2 separate regions of the Gossypium hirsutum genome follow, and region 2 is linked to region 1. Evidence: chromatin contacts called from public Hi-C data. All regions are on one chromosome and are shown on one strand. The core of a region is the stretch at or near the end of the contact, and the rest is flanking DNA. Distances in the headings are between cores, read along the strand shown. Region 1 holds the start of LOC107909851. Region 2 holds the start of LOC107909854.

Region 1 (6,263 bases), core at 655-3,154:
TAAGATTTGTAGGTTTGAGATTGGGGGTATATTTCATGATTGATAGTTGAATGGGTGAAGATTAAAAAAAAGAAGAAGGACATTTGTTGAACTAAGAGGACTAAGTAAGTAGGTTATTGTGAATTAGAGCTATATTTTGCGAAGTGCCTCTTTTGTTCACAGGAATTAATTCTGTTCCATCCTCTGCATTTTTTTATTAACCTTAAATCGCTTTTCATAGATTCTGCTAAAATTTGGCGTTGGATATTTTGTATTTTTACTAGTGTAGTGCTGAACTGCAGGTTGCAGCTATGAGAGGTGAGCACCAAACCTAGGAGAAAAGAAACTGGGAAACAGAGCTTAATGGGAACTCTCTTTCAGGTTGGTTTTGGTGGTGGCTGAACCTTTGGTCGGTAGGATTTTAGAAGTTCCTGTCTTGTTACACCCCATATTCCCCATCTCCTTTTATTTGGAATGCTTTCAGTGCTTTCGAATATCAAATATGTTCTAGTTTGTCCAATCTTTTATTTATCTGTTGATCTTTGGTGCGTATGCCTTTTCTGAACCTTTTATGCAATCCAATGCAGATCTTTCTTCCTACGGTATGGGAAAAACTTTTTTACTAGTTAAAAAGGGGGAAAAAAATGAGTTTTTGACTTTTTGTCTTTTGTCTTTGGGGTTTGGATTTTTTTAATATTTGATTTGAAATGAGTTTTGGATTTAACTCGAACAGACAAACTGAGCCTTGACAAATGATTCAAATGATATCGCATTAATGACCCGTTTTGCGACAAATTTCCTTACTTATTATACCCTGCCTCTCTCCGATCCTTGGGAATCATTTGAATGAATTACCTTTTGCGTTAGGCTGCTAAGTTTTATCCTTGTTTGCGTGACATGAATGTATATCTTCTTCAATCTATCTAATTTAATGCAAAGATTTAGCAGATCACTGATAAGACTTTATATTCAAAACGCTGTGGGAATTGTGGCATTGCTGCATGGAAACTTATGTGAAGAGAAAAACAAGATTGAGACAGAGAATTGGAATATGGGTTGGATAATTGAGCAGCACTGGAGTTCTTGGGAAACCTATTGTACCAGGCTTTTTTCCAGTAGTAATGCATCCTGGAAATGTGTATAAATGTTGCTGCAGATGTAACTGAGATATGTAGATGTATTATAGCGTCTTTGTGAATACAACTATTGTTGTTCTATTTTGGTTATTACCAACCCTTTATTGCGTGCAAGTCTCTCCCATCGTTTACTTGTTGGATTTAACGGACGTCCGTTGCTTTGTTTTTTATGTTCAAAATCTTCGTCAGCTAATCAGCATCGAATTTCTTATCCAAAATGGAAGGTTAAAACAAGCAAAAAAGGACATTTTGACAAATTATCTACTTGGCAGGTGTCTGTTAAAGAGGTCTTTTTACTTTATTTATTTATTTATTTTCTTCTTTGTTGTTGTTTCCTTCAAAACTAATTTTTGTCCAGAAAGTTGTGATATTATCCTGGGAGTCTGAACATACAAATAAAAGCACAAATTTGCTATTTCACCAATCATTTCTATTATTCTACAACTGCATTAAGGCCAACAAGATAACAATCCAAAACCAAACACTTCGCCCTGGAGAAATACATTAACCAATCAGAAGGGTAACAAAAGAAAAAAAAAAAGGACTAAATCTTACAAAACACAAGAGTAAGGGTGGCAGGCTATCCAGTGTAGATGTGAACACCTATGGCGATGAGGAAGATAGTGATGAGTCCAAAGAAGATAATAGCATGGACGAGAATGGAAATCCCACTGGTTTGCATGTTCCCAAACTCCACCACTTTGTTCCTCCCTGGCAACTGAAACAACAATCCTGGACTTAACAACACAAATAGCACCACCGCTATCACCACCGGTCCCCAGTCCGCCATACTTACTCTTCACACTCTCTTGGAATGAATAAAGCTTTGAAAAAAGGTGGGTTGTGGTTGAAAGAAGCAAACAACGCAAGGGGAGAGGGAAATATATACATGCATGTCTACATCGTGGGTTCTCGACAGATGCCAGTGCAATAACAACGTGGCAACATTATGGATCGTCCGTCCCTTTCCAATGACTGTAAATTGTAATCGTCTGTCTATCCTTTGCTAATATAATTAATATTTCTTTCCCTTTTTTGATTAACAAATAAGAACCGTCTTTGGTTTTTATTCCTCTACCTTTTCTTAATTTGTTTATTCCAGAACATGGAAGAATTCCCAAACTGCAAGCAGTTGTCACATGATTTGATTTCAATTTCAGAGCTTCCAAGTTCTATTTTTCTTTTTACACATGTTGAATTCGAATTAGAAATTCGTTTAAAGTACGAATCTATGAGTTGCAATAGAACTATGTATTTCTGTTATTGCTTTTTTTCTTTTAAAAAATAACCTTCTGAAAAAGGAATAAGAACATATATATATAATTACCATATTACACAAAAGAAAAAGAAAAAAAAAAGGTAAGGTCAGCAGGATTTTTATCCAGCATGACAATAATATATAAAAGGAGCAATCTTAACCTAGAAGACAAGTTTGAACATGGTATGGATTGGATTCAACATTTTTGAATCATAATATAAAGTCATTATACGTGTAAAAGAATCCAAATGCACTCTCTTCAGGGCCCGTTCTCCTTTGCGTTTTAGAAGGATTTTTTCAATAAAAAGTCCTTTTCTCTTAAAAGGAACGAAGAATAGCCTCCATTTCAGAAAAAAATTCGCCATCGGAGAAGTCCTTTTCTCCAGATGAAGAAGTTAAAATTTTCTCCTTTTCTTCAGCCAAAAGTGCTTTTGGCTGGTAATTTCCATTTTTCTCCCCCAAAAACCGTTCTTCCCTCTGGTTCTTTGCTTGAGATTTCAAGTTCTTTGCCTTTGTTTCTTTTTCCCTGGTTCTTTGTTCCTCTTCCGCTGGTGAGTTTCTTTTCTTCTTCTTCTTCTCTTTAATTATTCTTTCTGCTTTGTTTTTTGTTATTTTCTGATTGTTTAGAGTTTAGCAAAAATTTTACAGAAATTTTACATTCTTCGATTGTTCACCCTCTCTCTATTGAATTTGCTTCTGGGTTCTGAACCCCAACGCATGGATTCTGTTAAAACTGCTTTGTTTAATAGGCACAGTAATTACAGATGAACCCCAATTGATTAGCATCACCGTTTACGACACTGACCGGGATAGAATGCAAAACACTGTCGCCAAGGTTGTCGTGGTGAGAAGCGGAAGTATCCATACTTACTATCTACTATAATATCCCACTTTCTCTTTCTCCACCCACTAATAAACAAAAATTAAAACCCCACTCCTCTGATCTTTTTTTTAGATTTATTATTATCATTATTTTGTTAACTTTAAAAACTTGAAATTCACAGTTTCAGGGTCTGTTTGTGCCACTACTTTGGCAAGGGATGGAATTTCAGTGACCCTTTTTGACTCTGCCAGGGGTCCTGGTGGCCGCATGTCTCAAAGAAGGTTCCTTTTTTGTTTCTCTCCACTTATTTTTTTATTAAAAATTCATTTTCTTTGACGAATTTTGACTGCCCTTTTTTATATTCTAGTATTTGCTGGTGTTTTGGGAAGCAGAAATAAAATTTTAAAGTGCATAGTTTAATGAATTTTTGTTGTTTTTGGTAATATGTAACTTTGGGAATTTAGAGAGATAAGTGAAGATGGGAGAGAGCTGTTATTCGATCATGGTGCTCCTTATTTCACAGTGACAAATCCCGATGTGTTGAGTGTTGTTACCGAGTGGGAATCAAGAGGCCTTGTTGCTGAATGGAAATCGAATTTTGGGTCTTTTGATTGTCTCACCAACAAAATTGTCAACACTGAACACCAGGTTCTTGTAACTATTATTATACTATTTGTTCTTCACTTCTTTTTGCTCCACCTAATGGTACTATTATTTGTTTATTTGCATGGTTTTATCTTAATTATATCTTAACTTGCTTATGAGGAGAGGGCAACGATGTTTTGGAATTGCTTATGTGCATGAATTGATGCTTTTTTCTTGATTTCTTAGAAGCTTGGAACTACTTTTTTTTTTTGAAGTTAATAGGATACTGTTAAACGTTAATGATCCTTGCTATAGCTGCTTCGTAAGTGCTTGCTTGCTATATTGTTCTTTTTTATGTTCATGCACTCTTCAGCTTGATTCACTTGTAGGGTTCTTTCATTTAACCCTTCATCAGCTTAGGCTGTTTATGCTTGTATTATGTTTTCAATTAAAAGGTCAGCATATCTATGTAAAGTGTTGCATAGTTGGTCAACGTCCAGCTCCAGTATTGATTCTGATGTTTATATTATATATATATTCTCACAGATGCCCGTTTTTTAGACAAATAAAAACTGGTGATATGTTTTAAACTCTACTGTTTGGTATTATTGCTTTAGTTCTCTGTCTGATACACTAGAAATTCTAAAATCTGGAGAAAGATTAGCTGCTTCAGAAGTGGGACTACTTGCTACAGTTGGTGTTACTATGGTGAAGGTACTACATTGCCTACTGTTTTCATTTTAATGACCTCAAAAGCTTGTTCAGCTTCCTAAAACAAAATTTGTGTAAGGTTAAATTCTCTAATTAGGCTTGAAGGTTCTTCCTGAAGCACCTCCCTTCCTAAAGACGGATCCAGTTCGGCCAGAATTTTATCGTGCTACTATCAGATGGGAGGCTAATGATGGATCGGGGAGTGCCGGGTAAATTTAGAGTTATAGTTTCCTTGATCATAGGTCTCCTCAGTTTTTCGATTTGTTGTTCAGTTAGATCCTTCTTGGACCTAATTTATCTGCAAGTGTCATGGTTTTTGCTATTTTATTCTACTTTGTAATGCTATTATAATTGTGTTAAGAAGCAATTTGTTTCTTTCGGATTTTAGATTTGTCGCTGAGAGCACTGGTCACCAAATGAGTAGTCGGCTTCTGAGTATGAAGTCAGCTAATGCTTTGAAGTTATGTTTGGTCATAATCCGTAAAGAAACTTTCTTGCTAAATGAGGAAAAAGTATGAAGCAGGGTATTTTTATTTCGCTGCATATGAAGTGGAATTGCCTTTCTAGGGGTGGCTGTTTGTATACATGTCATATGGGGGTTAAGGATGCCATAGTGAGGCGACACTACTATGCTGGCGAGTAAGATGAGAGCCACTGGCTGACAATTTCTTATTTCCTTTGGATGCTCAACACATATGACATGCTGCAAAATTGTTTCTTGCCAATGATTTATTTTATGTTCTTATGAACAAAGTTTGACTCTAATCTTTGATGTAGTTTTATGTCATTATCATTTTATGAGGCTACTTTGTTAGTGGCTTACTGGCAATGCTCTTTTTTGGATGTGTATTATTCAACCATCTATTTATACACTTTCTGTACTTTATTTACAAAAATAGCAGTATGTTACTCTTCGGTAGACACTTTAGTTCCATTCTTGTTCATCTTAAAACAGTATGCAATGTTAATGATGTGGACCGTCCACTAATTTAGTTCCATTCTTGTTCATCTTAAAACAGTATGCAATGTTAATGATGTGGACTGTCCACTAATTTCGCATATTGCTTGGTTCCTGAGACCCGTTATTTAAATGATTGGAATTGAAGAATTCATCCTAACAATCTTCTTTCCATGAAATATTCTTTTTTGCGTTTTTTATCAGACAGTCTCGACTTTCATTTTTATATGCTTATCAAATATAAGTATTATATTAACCAAATCATTTATTGAATATAACCAAATCATTTTCATATGCTTATCAAATATAGCATCTAGTTTAATGAATTCACTTTAAATTGTAATTGCTATTGACAAATTTTTAGTATTTATATTTGGCATATAAATATTATCCCTTTTTAAAACTTTAATCTAAATATATGTAATATTTTAATTCGTTAGGTTTATGTTTTCTATGTTATGTTAGTATATAATATGAGTTATATATTCAAATACATTTTAAAATAAAATAATACAAATGTGTTAAAAGCATTAATTAAAAATAAAAAATAATTTTTATAATAATACAACCGTGTCAATATCTAATTACAAATATTTAATTTTTATATTTAAATATTTAAATATAGTTTATATATTCTAATTAAATTTTATAAATAATTAATATTAATTACTTAGAAATAGTTAAAATTAATATTATATATTAAAATATTAACAATAAGTTATAATAAATTATTTCTTTATATTTTTGCTAAAATATCATAATATTAACTAATTTGAATATTATTTAAATACATATTTATTACTTTATAATATC
Region 2 (7,121 bases), core at 2,822-5,321, 160 kb after region 1:
CGCTAAGTTCATTTGAACTTACAGAAAGTTAGCCTATGCTTGCAAGGCTCTTTGGATAAGGAACTCGATGAGGGACCAAACCAAACCCTGTTGAACCAAGGAGCATTGTTAGTTAGGTGTCATGTACATAGAAGGGGGTACCTTCTAAGGCTTCACTTTGAGGCTGAATATATTGTAACTAAATAGTTTCCTCAGAGTCTGAAAATTTAGAGATAGAAAACTTTTATTTTAATTCAAAGTTTCTATTGCAAGAATTTTTATTAAAGTCTGTCTTCAAAATAGTTAAGTTTAAAATTATGGTTAAGACTAATTTGGTTTAGTTGTGACAGTCCATACCCAGACTCGGCGACTGGGTTAGGTGAGGTTGTTACATTTCCTTCAGAGATACTTGAGAACAAGTATCCACCAGGTATGTTGTAGACCCATTGGCTAAGGGTACGTAAATGTTCATCGGATTCTTGAAATTTCAAGTGAAATTGATAAAAAGGTAGCTAGAAAAAGTAGGAAGTCCACCAAGGATCACTTTAAGGCGAGGATCACCCAAACAGTTTGATTAGTAAAGTCCACTAGAGGTTTATAGAGAAAAAGGGAGCTCGAATAAGACTACGTAGCGCAGAAGAGTTCGCTAAGAACTACCTTGGGTGGAGAGTCTGTCGAAAAATAGTGGAAGAAACGGAAGTCCATCCGGGCCATATAGCACAAGGAAAACCATGTGAGACTACCAAAGGCGGAAACCACCAAGGGATACCTGAGTAGGAGATAGTCCGCTAGGAACTATCTATTAATTGAAGTGTCTTAAAAGATTGGACAAAGGTGAATAAGTACTTTGGGGTTACATTGCGGGTACGAGTCGACCAGGAAAAAGGCAATGTTTATTTAGTCAGCCAAGTATGATATTCAAGTCCAAAAATGAGGATACTAAGAAGAGACCTTATTCAAACAAAGGATCAAGCATATGCTAAGTCGAAAAGTAGGTTATCGTCAGAATGGTATGGTAGATCCATATGGAGTTCAGTGTGAATTAAAGGGATCAAAGTAAGGACCACAATTATGGCAAATTCTCGGTTAAAATGCCAATAGTTGTCGCCAATTCGTGATGGCGAATACGGGTATCAGTGATGAGGCATATCATGAATGCTATAAGGAAAGTTTAGAATGAGATAAATAGGATCAAAACCCATAAGAAAATATTGTTAGATGGAACATAGTTATGGCCAAACCAGTGGTTATGTTCGCCAACAGTTGGCTCAAAAAGAACAAGGCATTGACTACACCAGCGAAATTTGCAAATTCTCCTACGGAATTCAAGGAGTTCTAGCTCTGTGCATAAAATCTTATCTTCTTAAATTTTAAGAAGTCTTCTATGAATACCTATGTACAGATCTCACTAAGTTCTTCTGAACTTATAACATTTACTGCTTGTATATAGGGTAGATGAAGACTCGGGGATCAAGTGGAGAGACCAAGCCAAACACCGCAATATTCGAGTGTTGGGCACAGTAGCTATTTCATGTATACAGAGGGACACACTTAGAGGCCACACCTCGGGGGCTAATATAGTGTAGTTGTAGTAAAGACTCGAGTTGGAAATTTTGTAAATCATTATTTGTACTAACAATGAAGAATAACTATAAAGGCTTAGTACTAAAAGGAATTGAACCTAATTTCAAAAAGAAATTAGTGTATGAAATTAGTCGTTAAACATGGAATTGATTACGGGTTAATTGTTAAAATGATAGATATATGTATACATAATTAAATTTGTGAGTAACATGTTAGCAATTGTTAGGTTATTCAAGTCATTTGTGACACTGATATCCAGACTCGGAAATTGGGTTGGGTTTAGAGTGTTACAATTTAGTGGTACCAGAGCTTCAGTTTAATCGATCCTCTAGACATAGAAAGTTATGAAATAACCCCTATATACATGTTACATTAGATTTGGCTCAGTCTTTTAAGTTTTTATAAATGTGATGAGATTAAATGTTGGTTGGTGGATCATTGCAAGATGAGTGGTAAACAAAAGACAAGGAAAATAAAGATGAGAGTTTCTATTAAAATGGAGAACCAATACAAGTACAAAGATGATTAAGCGACGGATCAGCCATCTCCTCTTTGTTTCTCCCCCTCATCGTTGGCTTCTTCAATGGGGGCGGAAGTGTTTGGCTCGGGTTCTAAAGATAATAAGAGGTTTTGAGATTCCCTCCACCTCTTCTGGAACTCTTCTCATTCAGCACCAGAAGGATTCATCACATCGAAGCCCAGATCAACGTTGTTGAACTGGCGCAAGTAGCCGAAATTCACCTAGCTCACATCAAAAGTCTCGTTAACGACTTGGGTGTGTAGAATATGGTTAGATCTTAATTTGGAATATAATTTGCTATCTCCGCCATGGTATCTGCCTTGTACTATTCTAAGGCCTCCTTGTTCGCCCTCTACACTCTCTCCAAGTCTGCTATGTGTCGTTCCTCCAGAAACTTGATCTGGCTCTCTAGTTGATATACCCTATCCTCGAATTCCATTTTCTGGGAGTTTTACTTAATCTTCCAGATGGAGACAGACATGGCAAACTCATGGATATGATAGGCTGTAACCTCTTGTGTTTGTCGAAGTTGAGCCAGTTCTTGATCTCGAGATGCCAAGGCCATTTCTAACTAGGCTCGTCTAGCTTCACTTCTACTACAACGCTTTCGAAAGGCCCAGCCAAGAAAGCCACATTGATCCACCATTATCTAGTAGGAGTCCATCAACTCTGTTAGTGATGGTTGGTTAGCTTTAGAGGACAAGGGTAGAGTACATTCTTTCAACTCTTGAGGGAGACCACTTTCCTTTCGCTGGCTAATTTCGAGTAGAGAGAAGGGATGCTGACCCGTATTGAAAAGGTCCTTCCATAGGAATAACCTTGATGCCCTACCAGAAGAAGAGGGATTTTTTTCCTTAAGCCAGTAAAGGTGGAAGATGGTATAGAGTGGGCTCTTAAGGCGGACTTTGGGAGTAAAGAGTTAAGTCCATTGGAGTGGCGAACTTCGTTTGTATATCGGGATGAGCAGGGATGACCGATAGAGTAATCTCCCTTTTAGAGCTAACTGGTTTCTTGCCTAGCCTACGGCAGACCAACCTATTGCCACTGCTCTCATTGGTACTATAAGAGCCCCTTTCAGTCCTTCTCCTTTTGTGGCTATTACCAGGCTGCACCCTTGTATCTGCCACTATAATAGCCTCATGTGCCTTCTTCATCAAGGACTCCACGTCCATGTTGGAAAAAATCTACTTTGAAAATAGTTTTCTTGCACAGTAGAAAATTAAAAATTTGAATTTGGCCCAGTTTGTGATATTTATAGCAATAAACTCTAACTGGATACGCACCTATGTTTTCTAATAAGCGAATCCTTGATGGTTCACAGAATTCATGGGTTCTTCACAGAACTTGGCTATATCTCCCTTTTCGACCTCAACCATGAAGTTAACTACTCTGAAAGAAATTTCTTAGACTCTACCATCAAGATCACTCAAAGTCAACTGCGATGCAACCTTTAATAATTCATCCCACAAAACAAGCATTGTTGTTATTGTTAGAGATAGTCAAGGCTTGATAGTTTTGGGAGCCAACGCGCAACTGGTTGCTCATCAACACTTGTGGTTAAAGCCTTTGCTCTAAGGCTAGGTTCTTAACTAATTTTCCTTCACAACTAGCACAATACCATCCTCGAATCCAACAACAAATACTACATTGATGCATTGCTTGGTGAAAATGATACTCCTTGAGAAGTTGCTGCAATTTTTAATGAACTTAACTCCATCATTCCTTCTAATTGTATTGTTCATTTTCTTTTTCTCTTAGGGAAAGCAATAAGGTTGGCAATTGGATTTATTTTTCTCTTAGGGAAAGCAATAAGGCTTGCAACTCGCATAATAAATAATAAGATTCGATTCAGTTCATAAAATTATAATTTATTGAGTTTAAGTTTAAATAAAGTCGAATTAAAATTAATCCAATTTTAATAAAATTAAACCCACTTATCAAATCAAAAACTAGATTTGGAGAAAGAAAAAGGCATAATTGGACTTGGAATGGGTTTTGGATGTGGGTTTCATGAACATTCGCAGAATGGACAGTGGGCCAGACAAGATGACATCATAGCCAAGTGGCCTCAACTTTGTTATAGCTTTAGGGGGTTTAGACATCCATTGCACCTGTTCAACCTCTAAGCGGAAGAAAAATCACTTAACGGCGGCTTTCATCCACCTCCAACAAAGAAAGCAGTGAAATTTCCATGTTGAGAACCAATGGAATCAACTCAAGATATTGAGCTTATCAATCAGGCAATCCAGAAACTCTTAGAAGGTACCACAGTAAAAGCTATCTCTGAAAACGATAATGACCATCTCCTCTCCAGATTGTTCTCTCAGGTATGTACACTACATCAAAAAAAATCCTAATCTTAATCTAAAACCAAATTATTCATTCATTCAGAGCAACTTCATATGAACTAACCAGACCTCGTTTTCAAAACCCCCATTTACGATGCCATTACACTCGCCAACTCCATAGTTCTAATTCCCCCCATCAAAAATGGGTTTTCTTCATCTTGAAGAACTGATTTAAACATCATTGGGATTTATTTTTAATGTTGTCATGCTGTTGTTGAACAGTTAGAATCATTAAAAGAAAATAACACCCTGAAGCAATATGAAGTTGAGGAGTTAAATTTTCCGAGGGCTGAAGATGATAAAGCAGAGGCAAAAAGTGAAAATGGCAGTGGATGTGGGGGAATGGGTGTTGAAGAATTGGTGAAAGAGCTTAAAGCAATAAAGAAGCAGAATACCATAACCCATGGCCTTCTTTCGGTGATGATTGTCGTCACTTTGTTCTGGCAAGTCTCTGAAGCATCACTCCTTCTCCAGGTTAAAAATGGTCTCACTCACCCTTTTAAATCTGTTGGAAGTTGGCTTGTTACACTGCTCAAAGGTCGAGCCAAACCTACACAACAACATTATAATCACCTTGTTGATGCTTCAGCTTCACCTCCCTCTCTTCAACTTCCCGAGTTCCCACATCTGGGATCCAGCGGTAAGGACACTGAGTGGGAGCCATCCAAGGTTTTACCAATCATAGTTTTTGTTTATTCTGTTCAAAAGTGAGTAGCAAAGTATCGAAATAATAATTTTATTTAGGATTCCATCTATTATAATCAATCAATAATCCAAATTCTACTCTCTTTTGCTTTGAATTTTAACTCAGTTTTAAAGATTGTTTTCATTCGGTTTTTCTAATCCAATAATACATCTGTGATTCCAAGATAATCATACGTGCGTGTGTATGTCACAACATTAACCACCCAATGTTTCAAAACCAAGGTCCAGACCCGTGTTATGCGCACGAACAAGGTTCAATCCTTTCAAACGAAAATAATACGAGGAAACAGAAAGAACATTCACAGTGGGCATACAATTGCATATACATATCTTTGATTCATTTGATGGAAAATAAGTAAGTCTCAATCAAAACATCCAATTCACAAGATAGCGTCTTTCACCAACTGAACCAATCAGTCCCTGAAATATGGTGAGATATGGAAACCATAATGGAACACGAAACATAATCAACCCCCAAATAAAACAAAATTCCAAATTTCATTTAAGCCTAAAATAGGCAAAAACGTGTTTTAAATCCTCAGGCATTGTACTCCCATCCCTTGATTAATCATCGTCTTCACGCGTAGTTCAACCTGAATATGTCATTCAACACATAAAAGCTTCCCTGTGGCGTTGGCATCAAATGAAACATCTGATAGCAGAATGCAACATAAAGACAACCTAGGTTAGTAAAGTTGTTAATGAAACTGAACCAAGGCATTGGTGGATGCAATATCTATTAGTTTTCTAAACATAACATTAAAAACATAATGTCTTTGCATTCATAATTTTAGGCAACATAAAACAGTTAACTACTATGTTGCTCAAATTGGGGTGTTAATGTCGATGTCTGAATATTCAATTTCCTAAAGTTATAAAATTTAGAGGATCTTGGAGGCTCATATCCCCATATCTATACCCAAAAATATGTTGAATACAAATGTGTACTTCAAAAAAAATGTAATCTGGGATAAACATTGTTTAACTATCAACATAGATGAAACACATATATAAGTTTGCTCCACGTGAATGAAAGACATAAACCATAAGGAAATCATCAATGTCTCCAGGTGAGGAGGGGGGGTGTGGTAGTGGATTTTCTTTTATATCCAGTAGAGTCGCAAGAAACAACATCAAGGGAGATGGCAGATAATTGTTCAGAGTGAGCACTGAGAGGACCTCTGTCACTTATGCGAAAAGGACAAGTATAAAAATGAAATAAGTACTAGCAAAGGGTGCAATAAACAAAATGAAACAAAAGCAAGCTCTTGAATGCAGAGTCTATAGTACAATTACCTACACAACTACGGCCCACACCACGCTTATAGCAAGAGGAGAGGAATATCCAGGAGCGACAGGGTCCAAATAATTGATGACAAGGAACATGTAAATGTGCAGTTCCAGGTTGCAAAACAAAGTAAAAGTGGAGCAGGTTCTATGGAAAGATGGTGGATCCAAAAACAAATCCACATCTTCCAAAACGTATTATGCACAATGAAATCGGGTTTATAGCCGAAATAACATTTTTTTTACTTTAACCAATCCCATCAATATAGATGCAAAATGAATGAAAAATGTGCAATTCCTGGAACTGTAATCTTAAGCAAATCCGATGAGCATTAAGGCTTAAACATCACAGATAGGACCATTATTAAGATCCCATAGAGAACATTTCGATTACCGCTCCCACTTCAGTCAGATCAAAACACCAACTTAAAAGATCCACTCCACCAATATGAAATGGAATCGTGAAATTAACACAAGGATATAACCGATGAATTCAAGAGTGACACATAAGATCAGCAGTAGATGGCTGAGCTAATAAGAAAATACCTGGCTAAACTTGAGAGCATGCTGCTCGCCAGCGAGTTGGAGGTTACCGCTGACGAATACGAGCATGCCGCCGGAGCCGGAAGGCTGGCAATCGACGGTGGTGATGTTGTGCTTGCACTGCTGGAAAGGAAGGCTGGTGAGCTTAGCCACGA

The links. Hi-C and Micro-C count contacts between places; a contact is called where the count stands out from the background.
Region 2: a contact with region 1 is called in a Hi-C map of leaf, with 4 times the contacts expected there. The contact joins the promoter of LOC107909854 here to the promoter of LOC107909851 in region 1. A contact is called at or near these places in 19 of 34 Hi-C or Micro-C datasets (anther, callus, fibers and 4 more).

Annotation. Positions count from the first base shown.
Region 1 is chrD02:56,114,883-56,121,145 of Gossypium_hirsutum_v2.1, forward strand. LOC107909851 reads right to left here and starts at 1,905. Exons shown (of 1, transcript XM_016837539.2): 1 at 1,506-1,905. The coding sequence starts at 1,905. The coding sequence ends at 1,696. It overlaps LOC107909852, which reads left to right. Exons shown (of 6, transcript XM_041088843.1): 2 at 282-2,924; 3 at 3,123-3,217; 4 at 3,378-3,477; 5 at 3,661-3,844; 6 at 4,881-5,415. The coding sequence ends at 301.
Region 2 is chrD02:56,271,984-56,279,104 of Gossypium_hirsutum_v2.1, forward strand. LOC107909854 reads left to right here and starts at 4,072. Exons shown (of 2, transcript XM_016837540.2): 1 at 4,072-4,410; 2 at 4,654-5,196. The coding sequence starts at 4,288. The coding sequence ends at 5,142. It overlaps LOC107909855 (nuclear transport factor 2A), which reads right to left. Exons shown (of 2, transcript XM_016837541.2): 1 at 6,970-7,121; 2 at 5,453-5,788. The coding sequence ends at 5,714.